2 separate regions of the Sus scrofa genome follow, and region 1 is linked to region 2. A link is a contact called in public Hi-C data. All regions are on one chromosome and are shown on one strand. Each heading gives the region's core, a stretch centred on a gene start, on an enhancer-like site or on the middle of the called end of the contact. The rest is flanking DNA. Distances are from core to core; before and after follow the strand shown. Region 1 overlaps MLLT1 (protein ENL). Region 2 holds the start of MLLT1 (protein ENL).

The links. Hi-C and Micro-C count contacts between places; a contact is called where the count stands out from the background.
Region 1: a Hi-C map of liver shows a contact between it and region 2, with 2.9 times the contacts expected there. The contact joins the enhancer-like site here to the promoter of MLLT1 in region 2. A contact is called at or near these places in 2 of 5 promoter capture datasets (fetal liver and liver), 13 of 47 Hi-C or Micro-C datasets (adipose tissue, blood, brain and 7 more) and 2 of 2 datasets of contacts at active chromatin or transcription factors (alveolar macrophages and skeletal muscle).

The regions. Positions count from the first base shown.
Region 1 is chr2:72,821,851-72,824,975 of Sscrofa11.1, forward strand. All of the region lies in intron 3 of MLLT1 (protein ENL), which reads left to right. It overlaps LOC110259353 (a long non-coding RNA gene), which reads right to left. Exons shown (of 3, transcript XR_002341684.1): 2 at 2,289-2,371. Among named protein-coding and RNA genes, the nearest start is that of MLLT1, 42 kb to the left of the region's middle. Within about 2 kb of position 1,786, at least 17 of the 83 cell types and tissues checked have an H3K27ac peak or open chromatin away from gene starts, as enhancers often do. A contact at or near this core is called in alveolar macrophages, fetal liver, liver and 2 more, where this site is marked.
Region 2 is chr2:72,779,005-72,782,335 of Sscrofa11.1, forward strand. MLLT1 (protein ENL) reads left to right here and starts at 1,946. Exons shown (of 11, transcript XM_021083993.1): 1 at 1,946-2,154. The coding sequence starts at 2,143.

The DNA.
Region 1 (3,125 bases), core at 536-3,035, 43 kb after region 2:
TCTGTCTGCCACTGTTTTTGCTCTTTCAGGGGTGAGCAGTGGTTATGTGTCTCCGGCTGTTCCCCTGTGGGTGTTACATTCATGTGCAAGACTTTGTTCTAGAGCCTTGGGCTTCTCTCCTACTCGAGGTTTCGCTCTGGCTGTCCTCCCTGGGAGGCAAGGCTTGGAACTTTTCCACATCCGTGTGGAATGATGAGTGCTCGTATGTGGTGTGGTCTGTTACCCCATTTCACAGGTGAGGAAACTGAGGCAGGAGCTGGTAACATAACCTGCTTGATGTTACCCAGCAAGTACAGCAGCCAGCGCTTTCCAAAGTCCGCCTCCTCGGCCACTGTGTTCCCTCTGAGTACCTCTCAGTGGGCATGGACCATTATGTTCAAGAGTTAAAGGTCCATTTTCAAAGAAAGAAAATGTCCCTGGCACCCCCGACATCCAGACATAGCCCCATACTGACAAGCGTCTCTGGCTGTGACCCACAGTGCTCTGGTGACCGTCCCCATGCACCTGACCCAGGCAGGTCTGAGTTCATGGTGGCGCATCCTCCTGGCCTGGGCAGAGCAGGCTCAGAGGCAGGGAGGGCCCAGCAGGGGCCACCCACTTCTTGCTGCCAGCCAGAATCATAGTCTGCTGCCACCTTCCCTTTGCACCCAGAACCCTGTGGTTTTCTTTTCTCTTGCCAAGATTCAGCGAGGTCAAGTGGCAGGTCCAGTGTCACAAAGCAAGACAGCAGTGAAGCTGCTTTGGCATCCGGGAGACCTCAGGCCCCAAAGCCTATGGTTTCCAGCCCACGTCGCCCTTTTCTTAACACTTTTTAAGTTTTTCTCTTCTAACTGTAAAGGGTGATATATGTGGGTTGCAAGGAATTAAAGCCACTTCCTCAGTCTACTTCTTGAAGTAGCCACTCTAACCACTATCAGTAACCTTCCAGAAACAGCTTTGTTTTGGTCCCATGCCCACAGCATGCAGAATTTCCAAGCCAGGGATCAAACCTGCGACACGACAATGGCCTGAGCCACAGCAATGACAATGCTGGATCCCTAACCCACTGAGCCACCAGGGAACTCCAAGAAACAACATTTTTTTTTTTTTTTTTTTTTTGTCTTTTGTTGTTGTTGTTGCTATTTCTTGGGCCGCTCCCGCGGCATATGGAGGTTCCCAGGCTAGGGGTCTAATCGGAGCTGTAGCCACCGGCCTACGCCAGAGCCACAGCAACGCGGGATCCGAGCCGCGTCTGCGACCTACACCACAGCTCACGGCAACGCCGGATCGTTAACCCACTGAGCAAGGGCAGGGACCGAACCCGCAACCTCATGGTTCCTAGTCGGATTCGTTAACCACTGCACCACGATGGGAACTCCAAGAAACAACATTTTTTTCTGTGTGTGTGTGTGAGAGAGAGAGACAGAGGCAGAGACAGAGACAGACACAGAGAAAGGGAGAGGGAGGGAGACAGAAGTGCAGTTTTAAACTAAACACCTGTGGGCCTTCCTCTGTCAGTACATGGACCTGCCGAGTGCCTGTGCTGTCTGTGTAGGTGCCCTGTAGCTCAGATGAGCTATGACTGCCCCTGCTGAGTGGCACTGTCGCTGCTGTAAGCCGCCTCAGTGGCCCTCCCCGAGCTTTTGTTTACTAGGTCGGTAGACTCGATCTTGGAAGTGGAATTTCAGGTGTTTGCTTTCAGATGTATTTTTCCATGTTTATTCCTTTGCTCTCTTTCCTGGGCAGGAAAGCACCCTGTTCCAGTTGGCCATGGGCCAGGGACCAGTGGGCTGGGCTTGAGGAGCTATGTGTGCAGGAAGAGTAGGGCCCTGCACATGACCGGGACTGCAGTGTGGTTCTGTGTGGCCTTGGCAAGTGATTAAATACCATGAGACCTCAGTTTCCTCTCCTGACAGGTGGTGAGAGCAGTGACTGATGCTTAGAGCTTTGGCGGATGAAATAGGGTGCCTCATAAAGCCTGTTGCAACAGCAGCTGGCCCCAGGGAAGGCTGGTGAGGGCTGCTGGTGGTGGGGTGGCGCGTGGCCCTGTGGCCACAGAGGATCCTGGGGGACAGAGCTGAAGGGTGGCACTGGGCCTGCCTGCCCCCTTTCCCCAGTACCAGGATAGAGTCAACTCATAGGTAGTCAGTAGGTGCTTGAATGCGAAGCTATGAGCAAGCCTGGGGTGGGGCCGAGCATGTGTGTTTAAACTTTTAAATATAGAAAACCAAAAAAATATATATAGAAGTAAAGAGGCCAGCAGAGCAAACCGTCACAGCCCCCATGACCCAACTTCAGCTGTTACTCACCTGTGGAGTGTGCTGTTTTCTTCTCTGCTCCCAGGATATTTTGAATCAGGTCATAGGCATCCTTTTTTTTTTTTTTTTTTAATCTGTAAATATTAATTTAAAAAATTTTAATAGGTATTTTTACTGGGCAAAAAAAAATATCAGATACCCCACCCTGCATAGTCCTCCTCCTTTCACCCTGAGCCACTGTTGTTCTTCCCTGTACAGTGTGTGTACCTGTCAGATAAACATGGCCTCTGGTAGCAGTCCTTGTCCTACGTGAAGCAGCCTGCTTGGGTATCGTACATACTCTTCACACGGGGATGCCATCACCATGGCAATCAGCAAGTCTTGTTCCTGGAACCACTCAATCTAAAATGACTTTTGCACAGTGCCTTGATTGTCACTGCCGTGGCAAGGGTTCAGTTCCTAGCCAGGGAACTTCTGTGAACCGTAGGCTCCACCAAAAAAAAAATGACTTTTGCAACTACATACGTACGTACATACATACATACATAAAATGACTTCTGCATGTACCTAATGTCATTAACTTTCTCTTGGTTTTTACTAAGTCAAGGGAGAGAGAGGCACATGGACTAGAAGTTTAATCTAAGAGAGGATGTTTGTTTAATTATTTTGCCCCTTTGTGCAAATATTAATTTTTTTTTTTAGGCCCTCACATGTGGCACATGGAAGTTCCCAGGTTAGGGGTCACATTGGAGCTACAGCTGCCAGCCTACACCACAGCCACAGCAACACCAGATCTGAGCCATGTCTGGATCCTTAACCCACTGAGCGAGGCCAGGCATCAAACCCCACGTCCTCATGGACACTAGCTGCATTCATTACCGCTGAGCC
Region 2 (3,331 bases), core at 696-3,195:
GCTACAGCCACAGCAACACAGGATCTGAGCCGTGTCTGTGACCTACACCACAGCTCACAGTAATGCCAGATCCTTAACCCACTAAGGAGGCCAGGGATTGAACCTGCAACCTCATGGTTCCTAGTCAGATTTGTTTCTTCTGTGCCATGACGGGAACTCCCCATTATTTTTGATGCTTAAAAAGTTACACCTGATCTAGTAGGAGGTCCAGGAATGTTGTTTTGAAAATGTCCAACAGTTCACAATCTAATCTAGAGATCATTTCTTAGATGAGTTAATGGTGGTAGCAGGGAGACTGAGTTCCTGAATCTCTTCTTTGCAACAATCGTAGTAAACGTTCTTGGCTGAAAGCTTCTGTTAGAGACAAATTCTGCACACACACCCCCACCCCCAGTTGGCCACACATCTAGTTTCTGATTCCATAAATCAAGAGACCAGAATTTGCATTTCTAGCAAAGTTCCCAGTGATGCTGAACCTCCTGGTTCAAAGACCACTTAGAACCAGTGATCTACTTACATTGAGTTATACGATTTTTTAAAAAATTAAAGTTGTGCTTGCATTAAAGTGGCTGTTTATTTTCTCAGCATGATCTCAAACTTCGCCCCCCCCACCACCTCCACACCCCATGCCCCAGCTCACCCTCCTCTGGACTAAAAAGCATGGTGTTACTCTCTGCAATGACTCTGGCCCTCTTCAGAGTATTTGTGTGGACTTACTTTCATCTTCTCAAAGTTACCAATTTTCTGGTGCTGTTCCTCAGTGCAAAGCACCAGCCAGAACACATAATGAAGCCTTGCCTGATACTTAAATGAGGAGTGGAGTGGGGGAAAAGAAGCCAAACAACACCCCCCCCCCGATTTTCTTTCTTAAAGGACAAACCTGCAGCATATAGAAGTTCCCTGGCTAGGGTTCCATCTGGAGCTACACAGCTGCCAGCCTACGCCAGTCACAGCAATGCCAGATCTGAATGTCATCTGTGACCTATGTTGAAGCTTGCAGCAATGCGCAATCCTTAACCCACTGAGCGATGCCAGGGACCCAACCCCACACATCCTCACAGACACTATGTTGATTCTTAACTCACTGAGCCGCAGTGGCAACTCCCCAAACCCCTGATTTTTAATTATAAGAAGGGATTTTAAATAACTGCATAAGGGACCCCAAATCCCAGGCAGAATGCCCAAGAGACAAGTGGCTTACAAGATCCAAAAAAGATGGGGCAATATGTTTAAGACCGATCTAAACACAGTTTACAAGTCGTGGTGAAAGCATGTCATAGTGGGGAAATTAAAGATGGGGTTTTGGACGGACCGGGATGATAAATCTCGTGGATAAAATGAGAGCCTCTTGTTTACGTAGCAGATTCTGATCTGTATCATTCAAATTAGCGTGAACTAGCATCACACTGTATCTTGATGGTCCCCATTTTATGGATGCAAATTGAGACTCAAGGGAAGAAGGGAGATGACCAGGTGGGCCATGATGTAGATCCAAGATTGGAAAATTAATCTGCAGTTCCAGAGACCAGGGTCATTCCATCACACAGTAGCAACACGTGGCCAGGAAACAAAATTGTCCCTGGAGATCCCTCCCCAGACCCCGAACCCTCCACCAAGGCTACCGCCGCCTGGGGAGGCTCGGCCCAGGAATGCTCCGGGCTCTAAGCAGCGCCCCCTGCGGGCCACAGTGCGCAGGCGCGGCGCGCCCGTCCCGCCCCCGCCCCCCTCCACGTGCGGCGCACACCTCGCGCTCCCCTCTGCGGGGCTCGCCTCGCGCCTCCCTCCCTGCCTCCTCCCGCCCCTCCGGTCCGGGTCTCCCATTGGCTGCGGGCTTCGTCCCTCCGACCGCGGCCCGGCAGGCCCCCGCCAGGCCGGAAGTCCCACCCCTCAAGAGGCCGTCCGCCCTGCCAATTGGCCCAGGAGCCTGTCTGTCGGGGCGGCGGGCCCGAGTCGGCGGCGGGGGCCCGCGGTCGGTGCGCGACCCGGGCTGGCGGTGGTTTCCGGTTCCGCGGGGCTGGCGGGCGGGCGGGCGGCCGGGAGCGGCGGCGGCGGCGCCTGACACACAATGAGGGCGGCGGGGAGGCGCTGAGCGGCGGCGGCGGCGAGCGACGCGGGGCCCGGGGGCGGGGCGGGGCGCCAGCCATGGACAATCAGGTGAGGAACGGCCGCGCAGCCCGCGCCGCCCGCCCGGCCCCCTCCCTCCCTCCCTCCCTCCCTTCCCCGCCCGCCTGGCCCGGCCCTCCTCGGTCCTGTCCTCCCCGCCCCCGCTCGGCGCCCGCCCGCCCTGCTTTGTGCGCGCCCACTGCTCCCCCGGCCTTTATGTGGGGCGGGGGCGCCCTTCCCCCACCTGCGACCCTCAGCGGGTCAAAGCGCCTCGGACTACCCTGGAAGCCCCGGTCTCCCGCTGCCCAGAGCCCCCTGGGACTGCCCTCGGAGCCCCGGTCCGTCCCAGATCCCCGTGGGACGTCCCTTGTGACCCCGCTTTAGCCCAGAACCCTTTGGGACGCTCTTCGGGACCCCGGCCTGGCCCACATCCCCCTGGGACGCCCCTTGTGATTCCATTCCGACCCGGAGTCCCCTGGGACCTCTCTTGGCACCCCCGCCCATTCTTGAATTCCCGCAGCCTCCCTCCCCGCAGGGGACCCTTCATTCCTCAGATCCGGTCAGTCCCCCGTTCCTCTCTGAACCTAGGGCTGGTTGGTGTCTCCTTCCTCCTCTGGACCCTTGGCCCCCGGTCCCCTCAAACTTCCTGAGCCCCCCAGCCTGCTGCCTCTTCTAATCATTCAGCCTTTGCTGGGGTTTGAGTCTCCCCAGAACTCCTGGGACCTTGATCTGCAGCCTCTTCCTTTCTTGAACCCAGGCCCACCCTAACCTGTCCTCTAGTCCTTTTTCAGGCCTGAGCCCTCTCTCCCCTCTGATCCTGCCCCTGTCTCAGCCTGAGCATCACTTTCTCCTCAGACCCTTTTCCCATCAGGAGCCAGGCCTGCATTGAACATCCCCCTTTTTGGACCTAGGCTTGCTTCTTCAGATCTTTGACTCACTCTGCTGCTTCAGGGTTTCAGGCCCTGGTCACTCTCCCTTGGACCCAAGGGGCTGTGTCTTCACCTTCAGATCTTCTCTGTGATCGGGCCCATGGGCCATTTCTGCTCTGACCTGGAGCTCTAACACCCTTGACACCAAATGCCTTACTTCTCTCAGCTTGAGCCTTCTTTGCCTCTGTGACTCTGATTTTTTTGCTTCCCTACTTTTTTCCCCACCAGTGTTGAGCTCCTTGATCTGTCTCCTCTGACCTCAGTTGTCCTCTCTTCACAGGCCCAGTCTCTTCAGAACC